Linked DNA regions of Mus musculus: regions 2, 3, 4 and 5 are each linked to region 1. The links are chromatin contacts, called in public HiChIP or PLAC-seq and promoter capture Hi-C maps. All regions are on one chromosome and are shown on one strand. The core of a region is the stretch at or near the end of the contact, and the rest is flanking DNA. Distances in the headings are between cores, read along the strand shown. Region 1 holds the start of Pou3f1 (POU domain, class 3, transcription factor 1). Region 2 holds the start of Grik3 (glutamate receptor, ionotropic, kainate 3). Region 3 has its middle 63 kb from the start of Gm40241. Region 4 has its middle 18 kb from the start of Gm40241. Region 5 has its middle 20 kb from the start of Gm40241.

Region 1 (2,651 bases), core at 64-2,563:
CAGGCCCCAGCTCCCCAGGCGCATAAACGTCGTCCATGGGCGGGTGGCCCGCGCCGGCCGCGGGGGTCATGCGCTTCTCCTTCTGCCGCCGGTTGCAGAACCAGACACGCACCACCTCCTTCTCCAGTTGCAGGCTGTCGGCCAGGCCGGTGATCTCGTGCGCAGACGGCTTGGGACACTTGAGAAAGTGGCTCTCGAGCGCGCCTTTGACACCCACCTCGATGGACGTGCGCTTCTTGCGCTTGCGGCCCTGCGCCGCGATCTTGTCCAGGTTGGTGGGGCTGCCGCTGGACGAGTCGGTCTCCTCCAGCCACTTGTTGAGCAGCGGCTTGAGCTTGCACATGTTCTTGAAGCTCAGCTGCAGGGCCTCGAAACGGCAGATGGTGGTCTGCGAGAACACGTTACCGTAGAGGGTGCCCAGCGCCAGTCCCACGTCGGCCTGGGTGAAGCCCAGCTTGATGCGTCGTTGCTTGAACTGCTTGGCGAACTGCTCCAGGTCGTCGGAGCTGGGAGCATCCTCGTCCGAGTGCTCGCCCACCGACGAGCCACCACCGCCCGCGCCCGGGTGCAGGTGCGCCGCCGCCGCGTGCAGGCCGCCCGCGTGTGCATGTCCGTGTGCGTGTCCGTGTGCGCCCAGGTGCGGTGGTGGCGACGGCTCCAGCTGTGCCTCGTGGCCGTCCTCGTGCAGTGCGTGGTGCAGGCCGGGTCCCGCGCCGCCGCCTCCCGCCGCCAGCATCCCGGCCAGGCCGCCGCCGCCGCCACCGGGGTAGGCCGCCTGAGCGTACAGCCCGAGCGGCTGGGGCTGGTGACCCCCGCCGGCCCCGGGCGACGGCGACATGGCGGGGCCCAAGTGGTGCGCTGTGCCGCCTTGTGCCCATGCCGCGCCCGCGTGGGCCGCCCCTTGGTGCACCAGGCGGGCGTGGAAACCGCCGCCACCGCCGCCGTCGTCAGCTCGGCCGGTACCGCCACCGCCTGCCTTGCCGTGTTCCAGGTGCGGGCCGCCCGCCCAGTCGCCGCCGCCGCCTCCTCCCGTGGGTAGCCATTGAGGGTGCGCTAGGCCCACGGGGTGGCCCGCGCCCGCGCCCAGCCACTCGTGGTGCATCAGCTTCTGCACTTCGCGGTACGCGGCCCCCGCGTGCAGCCGCTCGGCCGCCGCTGCCGCCGCCGCGGCGGCATCGGGATGCATGAGCGGCCCTGTGCCCCCAGCTCCGCCGCCGGGGCCCCGCGGCAGATACTGCGCGGTGGTGGCCATGCCGCCCCGCGCCCTGCGCCGCCCCGCCGCCGCCGCCGCCTCGCTCCGTCTGCGGGCCCCGCCGCCGCGCTCCGCCGGCTTAAAGCCCGGACCCGCTGGGCGCTCCGGAGCCCCACCCCGCCCGCCGCCCATTGGCTGCCCGCGGAGCCGCCTCCCGCCTCCCGGCCCCGGCCTCCTCCCCCCGTGCCCGCCCGCCGCCGGGGCCTGCAACCCGGAGCTCGCTATTGGGTCTCGCTCCCGGGGTCCCGCGCGCCGGCAGTGCTGATTGGCCGCTGGGGCTTCATTCATGACCCCCACCACCACCGCCCGCGTACACATTCACGCCCCGGGGGCGCGGCCGCCACGTGGGGAGTGGCGCGGGGGTGGCACTGGGACCGCACCCCCTCCGGTCCCGGCTGCGTGGGCCCCGCTCTCACCGCAGCGCGGGAGACTCGGAGCCCGGTCGGTCCCCACGTTCCACACAAGCTCAATTTCCGCCTGCATCCCACTGGGGCGGGCGGGGGATTGCGGGCTCCGGGAGGCGCTCGGGTTCCGAGCAGAGACTCAGCCCCGCACTCTTCCCTGCGCTGCGCCTCTGCCTGCGGGCCAGGATCCCGCGAGTCTGGGCTGCAGCGAGAGCGAAGCTGCGTGGCTTCCCGGCTCGGTACCGCGCGGCTGCTAACCTCCGGGGCCTCGCCTCCTGCGGCTGCCAGGTCGCATCGCGTTCTCCCAAGGTCTTGGTTTTCCCTCTACTCCCTCTAGACTCAGCGCCACAACTAGCTGGACCTCTGCAGTCCTGAAAGTGCAGCAGGCACGGACAGATTCGGATCGGCTTGGGCTTCACGCCTCTCGCCGGCTCGCCTTCCTTTCCCTGGGCACCGAGGCCAGGTGAGTACCGCGTGGGCAGTGCTGAGCCAGGACAGTGAGCCGCTGAGCCTGTACGCGGAGATGCAAGCTCCAGGAACCAGTTGGGCTCCAGGGTTCTGGAATGAGAGAACCTCGGGGTGGAGACTGGTTCCAGAGAAAGCGCCACCAGTGGGTGGGGAATGGACACTGGGCCCTGTCCTGCGCTGCTGTAGCCTTTTCGTGTTGTTTTCCTCCCAGCTGGAACCGGTGGTCTGTCGGCAGCGCTGGTTGTGCTGGGGTTATGCCGCCCGGAAACTTGCAGAATAGGATTTGTGGACTGACTTAGGGAAGGACAGTTGGGCACCTCGGAAATCCAATGTGCAGGCTGGCAGCTGGCAGCTGGCAGCTGTCTAGCCTCCCGTGGAGTCAACTCGGACTTGTCTGATAGGGAATTGAGTTCGAGGTGTCCTTGTTGGAGAAGTGGACAGTGGGATGCGGCCAACTTCTTCATCCCTGTCCTTGTTTTGTGTCTCTCCTAAGGATCCTGAGTGGAGGGGGCCTCAGTTGGAGCTGG
Region 2 (2,651 bases), core at 96-2,595, 830 kb before region 1:
AAACCAAGCCTGGCCCGAGTTTCCTGCATCCTCGTCGCACTGCCGGCCACATAAAGTCCGCTCTTGCAGAAGCAAAGGCAGCCCCTTGAAGAGAGTCCTGGAGGAGGAGGAGGAAGGTTGCCTTGTCTCGGTAGAGCTCGGTAGGCTGCGCACCAGATGTTGGTGTCTCGCGAGCCCGAGCTGCCCAGGTCTCCGGCCTGGTGCGGGCCGCCCACGGTAACGATGGCTCCTGGGTAGCCCAGCTTAGCTCAGCCCCGAGAAGTGAGTGGGCTAAAGACTCGCGTGGGCTCCCGCCCAGCCCTGAGCGCTGCCACGCAGGGTGCCTCCGGCGGCCACAACAAAGTTAAAGCCCAGAGTAAGAAATCTGCAGCGGTGAGAGAAGCCGAGAAGCCAGAGCCCCAAAAAGCCGCGCGCAGACTGCCAGCCGCCGCCAGCTGCGGAGGGATTTCGGCTAACTTTAAAAGCCACTCGCAACCCTCGTCCCCGGCTGCGCAGGGTTGCCTCCTGCGCTTCCTTTTCCCAGTCTCGGTTACTCCTCATCGAAAGAGGCCTGGGCCTGGGGGACCTGCTCTAGCGACAAGCAGGGGACTGACCCTCTCCTGCCCCGAGCCTCGGCCAACTAGGGGCAAGGAAATCCGCCATCCTAATCCGGCGAATCCATCCCCTGTACCCCTTGCTCCAGCGAGGTGCCCGTGGGGGGGAGAGAAGTTGGCGCCTTCCCCAGGGCTCCCACTCTGCGCAGAAGCCAGTCCCAGAACTAGGTCTGCGGCCATCCTTGCCAGCAGTCGCGGCGAAATTCCCCCGAGGCGCTGGCTTAGGGCTAGAACCTTCGCCACACTCCACCGCGTCGCCTACCCCGGAGCGTATCCAGGTTCCCTAGCCACCGCGGCCCGGTTGCCTCTTCCCCGTAAGGCCCCGCGACCCGGGCTTTGGAACTTTGTCCTCCCCCTCTAAGAGCTCCCAGCAGACACCCGAACCCTGCAGCCTAGAGGGAGGTTGGGACAATCTTTCGGATCACGTTCAGAGCACCACTATCCCCCAATTCCCGTCCCCACCCGAGCGCGCAGAGACCCCCGGCTCTAGGGGAGCCCTTACCGATCCGGATGACGTGGGGCATCCCGCGCGAGTCTGGGATCCAGAAGGCGCACACTAGGAACCCGGCCCAGTATTCCCAAACCAGACTCCGGAGGCGCCGCCAGGGAGCGGTCATCGTTGGGCGCCACGGAGCGTGCCCGGGGCGCGGCCGTGGCGGGCTCCCTGGGGCGGCAGCTCTAGGCGCGGGCGCGCAGCAGCCCCCGAGGCGCCGCCTGGCCCAGCCGCCCGGCTCCGGAGCGCCTCTGCGAGTGGGGGGCGCCCCGCGGCGCTGCGCACATCTTACTGGGGGGCCGCCCCGCCGGCGCCCGCCCCGCCTCGGCTGCCGCCCACGGGCCGCCCGCGAGCGAAGGCTCCTGGGCTCCGCCCGGGCTCCGCTCGGACTCGGCTGCGGCGTCTCCGGCTCGCGTCGGCTCGGCTCCCGCGCGGGCTTCCCACCTGCCCCGGCTGCCGGGCGGGCTTGCACGCGTCTCCGGCCGCTCCTCCTCCAGCCGCCGCTGATGCTATCGCCCGGGCTCGCACAAAGCCCCGGAGTGGAGTTGCACGCGCGCACACACTCCCTCCCAGCCCCCTCCCCCGCGCCCTGCCTCCCGCCTCCCGCGCCGCCCGCCGCCCGCGCTCCCTCCGCGTACTCCCCCGCGCACACACGCTTCCCACTCACACTCGCCCGGGTGCACACTTGCGCGCTCACACCTGCGCAGGGGGCGGGGAAAGGGACCCTGGACAGGATTTGGGAGGGGGGACACCCGGAGGATGGAGACTATCCTCCGCAGCTGAGGCGTCCCCATCTGCCCTGCCGCCCCCAGGGCAAGGCACTGAGCCGGGGAGCCAAGCGTAAAGCGGCGGAGCTGGCACCAGGAGCTGGGAGACGGCGGCAACCCAGCGGCCCGACCAGCTGGAAGAGACGCGCCCGCCGAGAGCCGCGAGACCCGGAGCCTGCCGTCTGCGGAGCCTCGCCTTTCAGCTCCCACGCGGCCGACGCTGGCTGGACGGCGGCGGCAGGAGACTGACCTGGAGCTGTTTTTCACTCTTGATCTCTAGCCCTTGGGAAAGCAGGGCTGGCCCAGGGCTTGGAGGTTTAGGGAGTGGGGTTGGGAGTAGAAATCAGAGAACCGTAGGAGCTGAACTAGGGAATGCGGAGCTTCAGAAACTAACCGTGAGGGAGACACCAGGCCAGACCCTCTGCGTGGAAGGTAGGACTTGACCACGCACCATCAGTAGGAGGACTACTGAGAAAATTCGCAAAAGCCTTCGTTTTCGAGGGCCGCTGGAGTTGGAGCCCGCTGGGTTCTCAGTCCTCTTCCGCAACTATGCGGGAGGAACTGGAGCCCCCTCCCGGATTCCTCCTGAGAAACAATACAGAGAAACTGTATTGTTCATGGGACAGAGTAGGATACACAGGGGGGGAAGCCGAAAGGGTTAAAAAGAAATGTTGTTTATTACCAATAATAAATTTTTTTTCAAGTGGCGCTGGGTGCTGAGGGAAGAGAAGGGCTGTGAAGCGAGGCAGGAGCAGGAGGCTGCGAATTACGCAGCTAGGCGAGTTTAATGACCTTTTT
Region 3 (2,651 bases), core at 91-2,590, 670 kb after region 1:
TTAGGGGAATAAGATAAGAAAAGATCTTAAGAGGAAACATGACCCATACTTTAAGAGATGGACATCATATGCGGGAAAGCATTGCGAATGAGATCAATATCAACAGGGTTCACTGTATTTTAAACAGCGGGATTCAAGTGGGCTTTTACTCATAACGCAATGAACAGCCCCTTGCATTATGCTGTGACATCAGGGAGAAAGAGAGACAGAGGAACAAGCGGTGGCCAGATGCTTATGTGGGGTCCAAAATGCAGCCAAACTAAAATGGACTTTTCCAGAAAACCAAACAAATTAGACGCAGGAACCATCCGTCTACTGAAAACCCCTGTGCTCCTGCTTTCCAATTTATAATGGGGCTGGAAGGTGTCTCTCTCCCCAGTTCCACATGAGCTACTTGACTCTAACCTTGAACTTAGAATGGAAAATCCGGAAGGAGCAGGGACAGGGTCTTTGGTCTGGATGGGGCTGTAACCCTCACTTGAAATTATCTACCTAGCTAACACCAGATTTTGACCATAAATCCACAAGGTAGTAAACAGATTGCCCTGGGAACATTGGATTTAGTATCCTCCCAGAATTCCCACTATCTGAAAATGTAAATATCACTTAAGGAGTGATTGTTACAAGTTATGTCACTGAAAGCCAGTCTCAGAGACACACTTATTTCTCCCGGGGTTGGTGATGGTGGCGGTTGGGGGAGGGGGTGCTTTCGGAGTTTAGTTTGTAGTCTGAGCTCAAGCTTGCCCCACGGTGCTCAGCACCATTTTGCAGGGCTTCTGGTTAAACATTCCATTTTGATTAGAATGGAAAGACTCGGCACATCTGAACACCCCCAACCCCCGAAGCTCCTGCCACCTCTCCTGGATCCATGCAGAGAACAAGAGGAAGTCTGGAGTCCTAGGAAGTAGCCTGCCATGTACGTGGATATTTCTAATTTACGGGTAGAAAACTCTCCAGTTAAAAAACAGGCTAGCTAGTAATCTATTTAAAACCGCGGCTGACATGATAAATGAAACAGAATAAATGTATACAGCGAGTGAGCCTCGGCGGGAACACGGGGAGTGTGGGGGGGACCGGAGCGCTTCTGCTGACAGCGACTTTCCATCAGTGGCCTGTCTCTCTTGGAGGCAGCTGTCAATCACAGGCCAGCCCGCGCTCCCGGGGGAGTTCATTGTGCCCGCAGACAGTTGTGGAATAACTGCTCCTAGGCGTCGGAGCAGCAGATGGAGTGTATCTGTCAATCATTGTCACTAATTATTAACTTCTGTCACTCAGAGCAAGGCAACATCTCGGCGCCTGATCCGCTGTGATTTGATCTGCCACGCCACCTCGGAGACAGACGGAGCAACCCTTCATTCCGGTCACACTCGCAGCACTTTGCTGGGTCAGCCGCTGTGACTCAGTGCTGCGCCCCAGACCGGGCTGGCGCACGTGGCTGTGCACACGCGCCCTGCCTTCCAGGAGGCGCAGCCACCGCGAGAGGCCTCCCGGGGCCCAGGCCAGGGGCGCCGGTGCCTACTCATTAATTATTAAAGGAGGGCGGTTTTATCTTGTCCGCTGGCAGAATCGAGGCCAGAGTAGAAGAAAAAGACCAATTTGGAGGGTTTTCTTCTCTTTGCTCCACCCGGGGACCAGTGATTATCACTCAAGTTCACATTGATTATATTCCTATGATCTCTTCTCAACCTTGTGATTTGGGAGCTAGAGATGTCAGCCTGAATAATTAATTAAGGCATCTCTGTAGCTGGCTTTGCAAACAGGAGCTGTAACCTGAGTGGGTATTTGCTATGGGTTAGAGTGGGGGAGGGGGACACTCAGAGAGCGTTTTCAGGACAAAATTTGGAGAGGGGGCTCAGGGGTCTTTAAAGCCCAGCTTCTCCCCTCTTTCCTCTCCCACCCCACAAGAGGACACGGCTCTGATCCCTTAAAGAAGATCTCTCACCTGTGAAAATAAGAGCATCGCCTTCCAGGCTGAGCAGACCAGGGCCTCATGGATGCTGCACCAATTGCCCTCTGCAAGTGGGGATGGGAAGATGGGTGAATTAGCCCGGTTAGTCACCTACTCAGCTTCTGAGCTCCTGGGCACCCTAGTATATACCACTTTCCCTCTCTGGCCCAGTATCTCTGCTTATGCCCAAAACTAGAATTACAGAAACTCCCTCAAGTACTAGGGGTAGAGTCCTTACACAGAACGATCAAAGCTTCAACTCTCCCCAACATCATATACACTAGGTGTGGTGGTGCACACCTGCAATCCCAGCAGTAGGAGGCAGAGTCAAGAGGGTGTGCTGTTCAAGGTCAACCCTCAATACATAGTGAGTTCAAGGCCAACCTGAGATATGAGACCTTGTCTCAAAAAAAAAAAAAAAAAAAAAAAATCCAGAACTTCCTTCAATGGAGGCTCCTTGCCTGGATCGTGCAGTTCCCATTTCCATTTCCTTTGCAGACCTTCTCTTCATGGAAGGAACTAGAAGGATGTCCAGGCAGAGCTTGATTCACTACTAAGCCAAACTCCAAAGCCAGAAATCAGAGTCTGACTGCTTTAGAAAGCACAGCCTGCTGCTTGTGACACCTGACAGGGATGCTCAAGGCCACCCAAGACCGGGTCCCCACCAGACTGACTGCTCCAGTTGGAACACATAACCGCAAAT
Region 4 (2,651 bases), core at 112-2,611, 620 kb after region 1:
CCTGCCAGCCTCAGTTTCCACATTTGGAAAACAGGGAGAGCAGCCGCTGTCATTACATCATTGTGAGGATTAAATGACAGCCAGGAAGAAGTGGATAAGATACAAGATGCGGGGCGATCCTTCTTCAAATAGAACTGATTCACCCCCTTCATGAAACCTAGTCGGTGGCCTCTGGGGCCCATGGCATTTTCATGTTCGATGTTCTCATCGTCTCTCCCTCTGCCATCCAAAGCTTGTCCCCCTATCCCCACCTTTCCTACCCAACCTCCTTATCCCTGATCTAGAAATTCCTATTAAAACCCATGAGATCTCACAGTGACTCAGACTCTTGAAGGTGACCCAAAATGTCCAATCAGAGAAGGGAGAGGGTGAGTTCATCGAAGTTGCTCAGAGGTCTGCTTCCACTATCAGGTGTGGGAGGAACACCTGTCAGAGAGTGGCCCGCCCCCCAGCCCTCCTGATTGAAAGGGAAGCAGACAGGATGGGCCACCCAGCATCACATTCTCCAGCTCTTACTCATAGGCCCCAGGAAAACACAAGTTTCAGGGGTCTGCACTGGGACCAGACTTTCTTGTTGCTGTCTACACAAAGAAGGCCTGTACGCACGCACGCGCGCGCGTGCGCATACACACACACACACACACACACACACACACACACACACACATGCTGTTGGGGGTTGGGGGACATCCCAGTGCAGAGGTGGGTCACCTGGCCAGCAGCTTACATCGTTCCCTTTCCCCCCTCAAACCATTCCAGGGGGTCCGTCAAGACACCTCTTTTGTACTTTGCCCGAGAAGAAAGTAAATATTTTTCAATGAAATTCAGCAATCAATTAAACGCCGTCTCTCTTTAATACAAACGTTGAACCAACAGCGGCTGCACATTCCAACAAGAATATTTAAAGCAATTAAACTTTAGCTACTTTTAAAACAAATTCTTTTAAATGCTAATGGCCATTGTTTTCGCACTTCATAAGTAAAATTTTGTGTCGAGCAAGGTTAGATGATTGCAATGATTTAATTGTACTTCTCAGAGAAGAGAAAATGTTAAGAAAAAAAGCTAAGATGGACCTCTTACCACATCCCTACCACAAAATGTCCTGTAACAATAGCAGCGTGATTTGCTGAAATTAAAATGCTATTATGGTGAAATTAGGGCTTCAATATTTTTAGCAGCCTTAATAGGCCTTGCATTTTAAGGGACATCTGATAATAGATAATTACATTTCATCTTAAAGAAACTGAGTTGTTTTCTTAAGGAAAATACTTTTCTTTCTTCCAGAGAGGTTAGAGCCGAGCCATCATTAGAAGCAGCTCTGAGCTCGAGGTTCCTGCTTCGGCTTGGGAAATAGAGATTAGCATATAAATAGCCTTCGGAGCCTGCTTGATTCCAGCTATTTTGCGTTTCAATGTGGCATCAGAATGCACTTAGCAAGAAATGTTCGAGAGGAGAAAGAGGTTTGTAATACGTCGCTTTTATAGAGGGGGGAACTTTAAGTATAAAAGATCACCCACTCTTCTGTGGGCCTTTTTTTTTCTGTATCCTTTCAATACCCCAATTACAGACTCCAAGGAGCCAACGGGCCCCCTAGAACGGATCCTTAGTTTACACTGCAGCTTTTCTCTGGACTGAGAAAATATGTCCAAATGGCCCACAGGAAATAAGACAAATATTCGGGTTTCCTTCTGGATGCGGTAAGGGTCCTGGGGGGCCGCAATGTGCCCTTTATCCTCACTCTCCTTCTACCCATCAGCAGTGGGGACGTGGACGGCTCCTCCAGGTCCCATTTGCTGGAGCAATGAGGGAGATTCCTGGCTGGCTGCCTGAAGGCTAGTTTCTCTCCTGGGAAATCTCAGGGACTGGGCATGGAGCCTGAGGGTCTCTCTGCTCTCCTCCATATTCCCGACTACTGCCAACACACACACACACACACACACACACACACACACACACACACACACACATGGTAGCTAGATGATTTGTACAGGGCACTGGACAGCTGTAGGAAGCGTGCTCAGCTGTTTGCACGGGGCTGGGGAGACAGTGGGTGAATGACATGATTTTTCCTAAATGCTTCAGTGGGAGAGGGATGTAAGCCAGGCACTGACAGCAGAATGACTTTCAAATGGAAATAGGAACCCTCACCAGGACAGAGAAGATAATTTCTCCTACCCTTAATCCATAACCAGGTTACTCACCAAGAGTCTCTTGTCAGTGTGGAGCCCTGGGTTCAAGTTCAGGCTCCTCTGTGAGCTTGATATGTGTATAGAAGTAGAAGCAATGGCAAGCCCTTCCCTACCCCGTCATGAAGAAGATGGATACTTTTCTATAATAAAGGTGACACTCAGGAGGCAAGTAGATCTCTCTGACCTCAAGTCCTGGTCTATATAGTGAGTTCCAGGCCAGTCAGGGCTACATAGTGAGATATTGTCTCCAACCTCCATCCACCAAACCAACCAACCAAACAAACAAACAAGAAAGCAAGCAAACAAACAAACAAAAAACAGAAAGAAGGAAGGAGGGAGGGAGGGAGGGAGGGAAGGAAGGTGTTCTGTTTTGCTTTCTACTGCCGTGATAAACACCAGGACCAAATGCAGCAGGGGGAGGATAGGGTTAATTTCATCTAACAACTCTCCATGGGGGGAGAA
Region 5 (2,651 bases), core at 43-2,542, 580 kb after region 1:
CAGCAATAGCTGGTGACCTGAGGCGGATCACTTCCTGTGTTAATCCCAGCACTCGGGAGGCAGAGGTTGGCAGCTTTCTGAGTTTGAGGCCAGCCTGGTCTACAAAGTGAGTTCCAGGACAACCAGGGCTACACAGAGAAACCCTGTCTCGAAAAGACAAAATAAATAAATAAATTAATTAATTAATTAATTAAATTTTAAAAAAGAAAGAAAGGAAGGAAGAAAGAAAGAGATTGACCTCTGACCTCACAACACACATCAACACAAACAATGAAAAATAAACTGAAATAAATAAAAGACAGCTAGAGTTGCAGATGGAAGAAAGACATACAGAATGACGTCTCCCTACTGATGCATGGAGAGATTTCTGACCCTAAATTCTGCAGCAAGTGAAGGCTGGAGAAGCATGGGATGACCAACCACGCCAGCTGGGCCGGAGAGAATAAGGCTAAACATTCTCTCCGCAACACGAGGGACCAGCCACCCAGATACCAGCACAGCATAACATAGCAGCAGCCACATTAGGACGCTTAGCATACGGAGCCCTGTTGGTGTGGAGGCCTAAGCTTTTAGATACCAGGAGTAGAGCCTTGCCATGAGATCAATCATAGAGTCGAAGAGAGGGAATTTCATCAAGAGAGTAGATGACGGCTAAGTTGGGGTGGGGTGCTGTCTTAGTTACTTTCCATGTTGGTATGATAAAATATTCTGACAGAAGCAACTAAGGGAGAAATGGCTTATCCTATCACACATTCCACTGTGGCAGGGAAGGCAAGGTACCGGGAGCAGCTGGTCACATGGCATCTGCAATCAGGAAGCAAAAGAATGAATGCATACATGCTAGTGCTCAGTACCACCTCTCCATTTATACAGCCCAGGATTCTCTGCCTAGGGAATGGTTCTGCCCACTGTTCTGATGGGTCTTCTTTTCACAGTGATTAACGTAATCAAGAGAACCATGAGCAGGCCTAGAGGCCCATTTCCCATGTGATGCTAAATTCTTTCAAGTTCACAATTAACACTAGCCATACAATTTTAGAATCCTTATCCTGGGATTAGCTTGTTCCCCAAACCCTGCTAAGCAAAGGAGAAGCCCAAGCAGGACCCAGCATACCGGGGTCTCAGGCCCAGCTCTGCTTCCAAATCTCTATGCAGTGTGAGACAACTCCCAGCCCTGCCTTCTTTCTCTCAAACACCAATGTCAAGGTCAAGGCAGTCTCTACCTCTGAGAAACACCAGTTAAAATGGTTTCCCTTCCTTTTCTTCATCTGGGGGAATGTCTCTGACCCAGGGATCTGCAGGAGGAGTTTCTCCCTTTGCATCCTTTTAGCATATCAATCCCCACATTTCTCTGCTTGAACTTCAGAGCTAAGGGAAGCTGAGCCTTTGCCTATTTAATGCATGGTTTTGCATATTTTCCTGGACTCTTTCAGTTACCCTTTGCCCTTAAGTTGCCCACCACAGATATACTCTGTTCCTGGGCTTAGGGGAGACCCATTCTCTCCATGGCTAATTGGACAGTGGTTCTTCCAGCACGCTCTCTACTCCTTCCTATCAAAGGAGTAGAGAGTTAAGAGTCTAGGGTCAGAGTGGGTTGCAGAAAAGGGGTGGAGAAGGAGGGACTAGATGACTGGACACCAGACAGGGGTTATAGCTTTGCAGTTAGAAGAAAACTATGGTTTGGCTCCCAAGGTTGATGAAATGGAACCAAAGCAGCTGATGCTCTGTGATGAAGCCATGCTCTGCCTGGGTGTCAGCCAAGAAAAGGGGTCCCACACAAGGTGGGGGACTGCACTCTGTAACACTGGGAGCCCTAAGGCTCTTCTAGGAAGGAGAAGAGAGGGAAGCAGGAAAGGGTGTAGAGCAGTCTCTTCAGTCAGTTTCAAGTGTGGTACAAATGTGACAGGGTGCCCTTGTTCCCTTGTGACAGTCTGTCTCTTACTCCACAATCAAAGAGCAGAGAGGGAGGGAGGGAGAGGGAGGGAGAGGAAGGAAGGAAGGAAGGGACAAGAGGGGAAGAGAAGGAGAGGAGGGGAGTGGGGAAAGAGGGCAGGAGAGACAACTTTCTGGAGCTTCCTGCAGCCTCGAACCTCTTGCAAGGGCAGCAAATCTGGCTGGAGTCTGTGGTAGAGCAAAAGAACAACGTGAGCCATAAAGCAAATACCAAGTGCACAGGCCAGGTCCTCTAGCTGCCTTCAGGGTAAGCCCCGGGGATGTAAGGGTCTCCCACCAGGCCCCAGCACTTAAAGACTTTATTCACTCCTGATAAGGCCACTGTGGCAACCAAGTCATCAATGCATTTTGTTTTGGGTGGGGGTGTCATGGTTTGAATATGCTTGGCCCAGGGAGTGGTACTATTTGGAGATGTGTCACTGTGGGCGTGGGCTTTAAGATCCTTGTCCTAGCTGCCTCCAAGTCAGTCTTTTACTAGCCACCTTCAGATGAAGATGTAAAACTCTCAGCGTTGTCTGCCCTGTGCCTACCTAGATGCTGCCATGCTCCCACCTTGATGATAATGGACTGAACCTCTGAACCTGTAAGCCAGCTTCAGATATATGTTGTCCTTTATAAGACTTGCCTTGGCCGTGGTGTCTGTTCCCAGCAGTAAAACCCTAAGTCGGGGAGTATTTGTCCAACCATAGCAACCAGAA

The links. Promoter capture Hi-C pulls out the DNA fragments that hold promoters and counts their contacts. HiChIP or PLAC-seq counts read pairs in DNA pulled down with a chosen protein or histone mark.
Region 2: a contact with region 1 is called in a promoter capture Hi-C map of embryonic stem cells, with 4 times the contacts expected there. The contact joins the promoter of Grik3 here to the promoter of Pou3f1 in region 1. A contact is called at or near these places in 1 of 39 promoter capture datasets (embryonic stem cells), 2 of 484 Hi-C or Micro-C datasets (both in embryonic stem cells) and 1 of 115 datasets of contacts at active chromatin or transcription factors (bone marrow-derived macrophages).
Region 3: a contact with region 1 is called in an H3K4me3 HiChIP or PLAC-seq map of embryonic basal ganglia, with 8 times the contacts expected there. The contact joins the enhancer-like site here to the promoter of Pou3f1 in region 1. A contact is called at or near these places in 7 of 39 promoter capture datasets (the C10 cell line, cranial neural crest, embryonic stem cells and 4 more), 1 of 484 Hi-C or Micro-C datasets (embryonic stem cells), 14 of 115 datasets of contacts at active chromatin or transcription factors (bone marrow-derived macrophages, craniofacial prominence, embryonic basal ganglia and 8 more) and 2 of 9 other capture datasets (embryonic tail and liver).
Region 4: an H3K4me3 HiChIP or PLAC-seq map of embryonic forebrain shows a contact between it and region 1, with 6 times the contacts expected there. The contact joins the enhancer-like site here to the promoter of Pou3f1 in region 1. A contact is called at or near these places in 3 of 39 promoter capture datasets (3T3-L1-derived adipocytes, the C10 cell line and cranial neural crest), 8 of 115 datasets of contacts at active chromatin or transcription factors (embryonic basal ganglia, embryonic forebrain, embryonic hindbrain and 5 more) and 1 of 9 other capture datasets (embryonic stem cells).
Region 5: a contact with region 1 is called in an H3K4me3 HiChIP or PLAC-seq map of embryonic stem cells, with 7 read pairs. The contact joins the enhancer-like site here to the promoter of Pou3f1 in region 1. A contact is called at or near these places in 4 of 39 promoter capture datasets (cranial neural crest, liver and stem cell-derived epiblast-like cells), 9 of 115 datasets of contacts at active chromatin or transcription factors (craniofacial prominence, embryonic basal ganglia, embryonic forebrain and 6 more) and 1 of 9 other capture datasets (embryonic stem cells).

Annotation. Positions count from the first base shown.
Region 1 is chr4:124,656,308-124,658,958 of GRCm38.p6, reverse strand. It overlaps Pou3f1 (POU domain, class 3, transcription factor 1), which reads right to left and starts at 1,313. Exons shown (of 1, transcript NM_011141.2): 1 at 1-1,313. The coding sequence starts at 1,252. Gm2164 (predicted gene 2164) reads left to right here and starts at 1,472. Exons shown (of 11, transcript NR_168006.1): 1 at 1,472-2,119.
Region 2 is chr4:125,489,390-125,492,040 of GRCm38.p6, reverse strand. It overlaps Grik3 (glutamate receptor, ionotropic, kainate 3), which reads right to left and starts at 1,345. Exons shown (of 16, transcript NM_001081097.3): 1 at 1,096-1,345. The coding sequence starts at 1,210.
Region 3 is chr4:123,989,585-123,992,235 of GRCm38.p6, reverse strand. No RefSeq gene overlaps it. Among named protein-coding and RNA genes, the nearest start is that of Gm40241, 63 kb to the left of the region's middle. Within about 2 kb of position 1,340, at least 49 of the 459 cell types and tissues checked have an H3K27ac peak or open chromatin away from gene starts, as enhancers often do. A contact at or near this core is called in craniofacial prominence, embryonic basal ganglia and liver, where this site is marked.
Region 4 is chr4:124,034,636-124,037,286 of GRCm38.p6, reverse strand. No RefSeq gene overlaps it. Among named protein-coding and RNA genes, the nearest start is that of Gm40241, 18 kb to the left of the region's middle. Within about 2 kb of position 1,361, at least 39 of the 459 cell types and tissues checked have an H3K27ac peak or open chromatin away from gene starts, as enhancers often do. A contact at or near this core is called in embryonic basal ganglia, embryonic forebrain and forebrain, where this site is marked.
Region 5 is chr4:124,072,447-124,075,097 of GRCm38.p6, reverse strand. No RefSeq gene overlaps it. Among named protein-coding and RNA genes, the nearest start is that of Gm40241, 20 kb to the right of the region's middle. Within about 2 kb of position 1,292, at least 4 of the 459 cell types and tissues checked have an H3K27ac peak or open chromatin away from gene starts, as enhancers often do. A contact at or near this core is called in embryonic stem cells, where this site is marked.